2 separate regions of the Mus musculus genome follow, and region 2 is linked to region 1. A link is a contact called in public promoter capture Hi-C data. All regions are on one chromosome and are shown on one strand. The core of a region is the stretch at or near the end of the contact, and the rest is flanking DNA. Distances in the headings are between cores, read along the strand shown. Region 1 holds the start of Gmip (Gem-interacting protein). Region 2 holds the start of Smim7 (small integral membrane protein 7).

What was found. Capture Hi-C pulls out chosen DNA fragments and counts their contacts.
Region 2: a contact with region 1 is called in a promoter capture Hi-C map of adipose tissue, with 4 times the contacts expected there. The contact joins the promoter of Smim7 here to the promoter of Gmip in region 1. A contact is called at or near these places in 2 of 9 other capture datasets (adipose tissue and liver).

Annotation. Positions count from the first base shown.
Region 1 is chr8:69,806,791-69,810,050 of GRCm38.p6, reverse strand. It overlaps Gmip (Gem-interacting protein), which reads right to left and starts at 1,364. Exons shown (of 21, transcript NM_198101.1): 1 at 1,231-1,364; 2 at 193-277. The coding sequence starts at 1,249. It overlaps Atp13a1 (ATPase type 13A1), which reads right to left. Exons shown (of 26, transcript NM_133224.2): 23 at 3,148-3,260; 24 at 2,943-3,054; 25 at 2,716-2,859; 26 at 2,302-2,632. The coding sequence ends at 2,522.
Region 2 is chr8:72,569,118-72,572,420 of GRCm38.p6, reverse strand. It overlaps Smim7 (small integral membrane protein 7), which reads left to right and starts at 1,373. Exons shown (of 5, transcript NM_172396.3): 1 at 1,373-1,417; 2 at 1,506-1,547; 3 at 2,403-2,455. The coding sequence starts at 1,392. Tmem38a (transmembrane protein 38A) reads right to left here and starts at 598. Exons shown (of 6, transcript NM_144534.2): 1 at 194-598. The coding sequence starts at 317.

The sequences.
Region 1 (3,260 bases), core at 115-2,614:
GGATCATCTGTCTTTAAGATAGACCCCCAAATACCTATGTATCTAGAATACCAGAGGGCCCAGTTGTTTGGAGGGGGGGGCTCCTGTCTTAGGCTCAGGAGGTTGGAAGTCAGGGTGTCTGGATGTGGGGCAGCATGATACCCAAATAATTAGGGAGCTCTGCCCAATGTGGTGACACAGGCTCAGACTCACACGTTCCCCAATGATATCTCGAGGTTGTCCAGGCTCTGGAAGATGTCACTGTATCTCTTCCTGCCCTCAGGAGCTGGGGTTAGCTCTGGGGGAGGGAAGTGTAAGAAAACATGAGCCAACCAGTGTCTCTCTCCACCCATTAGTAGTGGCAAAGCAATCCGAATGTACCTCAACAACCACTCTCAAGCAGAGGTGGGAAGGGGGGCGGGCGGAGAGGGGAGAGAAGGAGGGGGGAGGGAGGGGGACAGAGAGAGAGAGAGAGAGAGAGAGAGAGAGAGAGAGAGAGAGAGAGAGAGAGAGAGAGAGAGAGAGAGAGAGAGAGAGAGAGAGAGAGAGAGAGAGAGAGAGCGCTTCGGTGGGGTCATTTCTGATTCCACAGATGGATCCAGGTAAAATCTCAGAGAAGCGTTTGCTCACAGCCACAGGGACACCATGCATGGGAGGACCCATAAGCAAAGGAAGGAAACAGATGCAGCTGCCATATGAATGCTGGAGTAGAGGGCTGGCTTGACAATGGAGCCACATGGACCCCAGGCCAGACAGATGGAAAAGCACGTGGGACACACAGGCACTTAGCCTGCGGTATAAACACACGCGAGTACCGCTGAAACCACGAGGGACAGGACTGAATGACACTCGATACACAAAGACAGCCGGAAACATAACCCAGTTCTAGCCACAATTCTGCCGCCGCCCCCTAGCCTGATGCCTCGGGGCTACCTGCAGGAATATTGGCCATGACACCCTGCCCCCATCCATCCTACGATCAGAAGCAGAAGCGGCCACTTCCCCTTCCTGGGCCCCTTCCCCCAGGCATCCGGGGTGCCCGCTCTGGCGGGCAATCCGAGGGCTGAAGGCTGGCGTCGTGAGCACTGTGCGCTTCAGGGGTCTCCAAGGTGCTCGGGGATCCCCTCGTTCCTTCCCCTGTCAGTACTCCTTTCCCGGCTGTCAGATAGCTCAGGGGTAAGTTGGGTTTTCTGGTTTAGGAACTGAGGAGCGGTGGTGGGAGGCCCCCCCCCTTCGGTCCCCACCCCGTACCTGTCTCCGCTGAGTCCATGGCGATGCCCGGGGGCAGGGGGTGGGGTGGGGAACGCGCGGCAATGCTGAGAAAGGGACAGGGCTGCGCGCCGCCCGGGACCAGCCCGATTTCCTGCCTCTGCCGACCCAGTGGTGTCGCCCCGCCCCAGCTATGCCACGCCTCGAGACGACCACGCCCCTCCCGGAAGTCGCCATCGCATTTGACTAGCTTCCAGAGTTTACCCCAGTAGAGGAGCCCCAGCGAGCCAGGGGTCCCTTCTGTAGATTTCTGTAGCACCCTAAGTCCCTGTAGCACTCTTCCAGCAAGCCGGGGATGTCTGCCCCAGAACATTCCACACCCAGCGACTAGATTTAACTCCCCGCCTAGGCTTTTAGATCCAGGGCACTCCTGTGAAGAACTGCAATGAAGGACTGCAATAAACCCCAAATCTCCAGGGCAGGCTTATTTTGTTTGTTTTGTTGTTTTGGAGACAAGTGTCTCACTATGTGGCCTGGCTTGGTTTATTTGGTGTGTGGGACTGATTAGCCTCCAACTCAGAGATCCCCTGCCTCTGCCTGCTGAGATTAATGATGCACACCAGGGCTGGAGAGATGGCTCAGCAGTTAAGAGCACTGTCTGTTTTTCCAGAGGTCCTGAGTTCAATCCCTAACAACCACATGGTGACTCACAACCATCTATAATGAGATCTGATGTCTTCTTTTCTGGTTCAGCATGAAGAGAGAATAAATCTTCAAGTAAAAGTGCAAACCACTGTCTAAGTGGGTGAGGCTCCTGAGGTGGTCGGCTCCCTTTCAAAGCAGTCAGTGGTTTTAGGGCAGGCAAGGCCACAAACACCTTGCACTGTGACCTCCATGCATGTAAGGAGGCTATCCACGGTGGCCAGTGACAGTGCGCCTGACAAGAGAGAGGATGTGCACGACACTAGAAAACCTGAGGTCCTAGGTCCAGGAACGCCCGCAGAGGGTGTCTCTCTCCTCTGGGCCTGTGGTAATCCTAGGCCCTTGAGTGACCACCTGGCCCCTCCAATTCCCAGGGGGCCCTGTGTGGCACAGATATAAGTGGCAGCAAGCTTTATAAAATTGCAGACGCCGATTTATTTACCAAAGGTGCTAGCCAGGACTCTTCTACTAGCCCGGCCAGCGGATGCCCACAAGGGTCCCAACTCAGTCTTCCAAGAGCAAGGCAGGGCTGCCTCACTGTGGAGATGGGAGCAGTGCTCCCTCCTGGGGCAGCGGCGGTTTTCCTGTTCAGTGGCAGCCAGGGTAGGCAGTGGATACCAGCACCATCTTCTCAGGAAGGCACTCTCAGCTTCGGAGTCCCCAAAAAGAACTGTAGGACACGGTCAGCCAGGAGTGCCAGGCAGAAGTCCAGGGCCAGGACCTGGCCGATGACCAGCTTGAACTGTCAAGAAGGAAGCAGGCTGAGCTGGGTCTGTGGCTGAGCTGGGCCAGGCTGGGCCAGGGCCACTGCTCAGAACCACTCACCTCTACAGGGATGTCCACAAGGCCAAACTGGCTGTTGAAGTCAGGTGAGGAACCAAGGAGCAAGCCAATGATGGCCAGCAGTGACACTGCCAGACTCCACACCAGGGGCTTGTTCTCAGGCAGGCTCTCCATGAAGGGTGGGCCCTGCAATGAAAAGATACAGCTGCTTGGGGAGGGCGGGTTGAGCAGGTCAGGCCAGGTGGAAGTGGACAGGCACAGGGCCTCACCTTGTAGTTGATGGCGAAGGTGGCCATCTGCATGGCCATGGCCATGATGTACACAGTGCTGTTGACCAGGCTCGGCTCAAACTCCTTGTACAGGTCTACAAACTGCTCCTGCCTGCAGGGGTACGTGGGTGTCAGTACCCCTCTCCTGCTCAGGCACCCACTGTAGCTTCCCGCTGCCTCCTCCTCTTCCTGGAACCCCACTTACTTCTCAGGGCTGCGTGCCTGGGCCTCACGGTACAGGTAGACCAGGCTCAGGAAGTGGACAGAGAATTGCAGCATCACCGTAAGGATGGTGTACAGGTTGAAGATGTTGGGTAG
Region 2 (3,303 bases), core at 124-2,623, 2.8 Mb before region 1:
CAGCCTCCTTTCCACAGCGCCTCTGTCCCCAGGGTTCGCTCCTCCACCTGCGCGAGCGTGGGAGCACTCCACGATCTCAGCCTCTGCCTCCTCCCCCATCCAGCTCCAGGATCTAGCCTGTCTCCTCCTTTCGTCTCCATCATCAAGCTAGGGGCAACCTCCCTCCTGGTAACTCCTACAATCCTCGACTCACCTGGCTCATACTTCAGGTAGATGATGGAGACGATGAAGTAGCTGAGGTCGAAAACAGGGAAGAGCGGCACCCGCGAGAAGCTGAGCGCTAGCTCGCCCAGGCTCAGCGCTGACATCAGGTCCATGGCGATGGAGGGCGCCTCCCCGGCCCCGTGCGTCCCGCGCCCCGCTGCCCGACGAATGCTCCCTCGCCACTGAGCCCGCCCCACTGCCAGGCACCGCCCCCCGCCTGCCCCCACCCCTCGGGAGAGGAGGGGTGGTGGGGGACTCCTAGCAGCCGGGAGCCCAAAATGCGGGGCCGTAGGGACGTCAGAACTCGTTCAACAGAGCCAAAAAGGCGATCTGTCCCCTGCATCCAGCACACACAAGAGGGAATCTTGTCCTTAAACATCTGCGTAGTTAGAATCCTGTCCCTTTTCCATGGGACTAACCAATTCAGGACCCCTATTTCCCTCAAAACCCGCGCCCTCGGAAGATCTCAGCCAAGAATATCATGTTTCATTCCTGAGGATCCAAAGTCAGAACCCCGCCTCCCACAAGGGGACCTCAACCAAACCCTCACGTTCTGTTTGGTTTTGTCTCTCTAAAAGGCTCCACAAGTCAGAACCCTCCTCTTTGTGGACCCCAGCCCAGACTGGATCCACTAAGTTAGGACCCTCCCGCTTCAGGAGGCCCCACAAGTTAAGATCCATCCTCTGTAGACCTTAATCCAGGCCTTATGTTCTGTAAGTCTGTCCGGTCAGGACTCTCATTCTCCGTGGGGTTACTCGAGTCAGACCTGGGAGGTCCGTGGGAGGTACAACTCAGGCAGGAGGTCATCCTGACTCTATGCACTCTGAGCCGGGATCGCAGTTCTCCGTGGGGACCCAAGTGGAGTCCTTTTGGAGTTCAGGCATCTGCCGCGCCCATATCCATATCCAAGCCGTTCACGGGCGGCTCAAGGGTCAAGGGCGCAATTTCTGTAGCCCGGAATCCATAGCCCAACCAACCCCCGAGCGGCATCAACAGCAGGGACCAGCTGTGGCACGTAACACTGAGCATGCGCGCGCGCACCCCAAGCTCCGCCCTGTAGGTGACATCATGCTACATCCTCAGTCGAACCCAACCAATGCTGATTCAGAATTGGTCAGTTCTCGTTCCACTTTCCGCCCCTCATCACGGCTTCCGTTTCCGGTTTGACGGACGCCTTGGGTGTAAGGATGATCGGAGACATACTGCTGTTCGGGTAATATGAATGAGGGGTGTTAGAGGTCGGAGAGTGGCAGTCAGAGGGGTGGGGGTGACCCTTACTGACCGTTACTGTCCCTCCGCAGGACGCTACTGATGAACGCCGGGGCTGTGCTCAACTTTAAACTGTGAGTAGGCCGCGACAGGCGGTGTCCCAGACAGCCAGGCCCTCCCACAGCCAGTCCCCGCCCACACCCTTGGTCACCGCCAGTCCCGCCCTGTGCATGCTCCACGCCCCACTAATCCTACCTCTAGCCACGCCTCCGCGCTGCTTCACCAGGCTCTGACAGTTCTGTATCACTCCAGGATCTTTAAATCTGTACTCTCTAGACCAGGGAACGGCTCAGCGGGCAGAGGCGCTTGCTGCCAAGCCTGACTACTTGAGTCCGATTCCCGGATCCCCCATGGTAGAAATCCTGTTGATTGTCCTTTTGATCTCCACACAACTGCTGCGGGATGGCACACTCATTCTTTTTTTTTTTTTTTTTTTTTTTTTTGGTTTTTCGAGACAGGGTTTCTCTGTGTAGCCCTGGCTATCCTGGAACTCACTCTGTAGACCAGGTTGGCCTCGAACTCAGAAATCCGCCTGCCTCTGCCTCCCAAGTGCTGGGATTAAAGGCGTGCGCCACCACGCCCGGCCCGGCACACTCATTCTTACTTGCAGATTAATATTAAACAAACAAAAAAAAATCTGCACCCTGGGATTGCTTGCATCTCCAAAGAGCCTCATGCTCAGGCTTATCCCTCAAGAATGCCTTTCTGGCTCTTGGACCCACTCTATCCTGTCTGTGGCTGCACACCCAGCTGTGATGGACTAGGCTGGTTGAGAGTGTCTCACAGAGGGTTGTATCACTGCCCCAGGTCACACTGCAAGTCGGGGGCAGAGCTGAAGTTCATGCCCTTCCTAGCTGAGTGTCAGGGTCAGGAAATCCGATGGTGTTTATGTTTCACGGAAAGCTGGAGTTATCTGCTGTTCTTTATAGGAAAAAGAAGGACACACAAGGCTTTGGGGAAGAATCGAAGGAACCCAGCACAGGTAAGCATGTCTTTCTACCTTCAACACTTTAAGTCGATTCCAGGGTGCCTGTTCTCTCTCACCAACCTGCGCTTTCCTCTCTTTTTCCTTTTTATTGTTGAGATGTGGTATTAGAGGGCCATGACTAGCCTTGAATGCCTGCTCCCTCTGCCTCTGCCTCTGCCTCCTAGGTGTTTGAATGACAAGAGTACTCCACCATGCTCTGTTCATCAGCTTTATTGAGTGCGTACCATATTGCCAGCCACTTAGCTGACTGCTCTGTCGGGGTGTGGGTAAAGAAAGTGATCCTGCCCTGTGGGACTCAGCCCAGGGCGATTCAGAGGGTGTTCTGGAGGGATAGTGAAAGTGGGTGTCAGGAAGGTGCTGCTGCCGCTGCCGCTGCTGCTGCTGCTGCCGCTGCTGCCGCTGCCGCTGCTGCCGCCGCCAGCGTGGGTTGATGTGACATGGCAGAGGTCCTTTCCATGACAAGTGTGGATATGATTAGAGTTTTGAGCCAGCCTCAGCCCCAGAGTGAGACCTGGTCTCAAAATCCAATTTACAGAAGCTGCTAAAAGGCCCATCAGGCAAAGGCAGTTGCCACCAAGACTGACTGGGTTCAATTCCCCAGGTTTTACATCGTAGGAGAGAATTGATAGTTTGTCCTCTGACTTAAACATATTCTGCTCTATTTTAAAACAAAAAACCAACAACATTTATTAAAAAAAAAAACAAAAAACAAAAAGCTAAGGAGGTAAACCAGAGCGATGGCAGGTGATGTGTTCTGGTGCGCATGCAGTGCTCTAAGTTCGGCCACAAAGTGTGGAGATGGCAAATTCTCAGTCTAGCCAACCTGGGCCTGGTAACTAGGA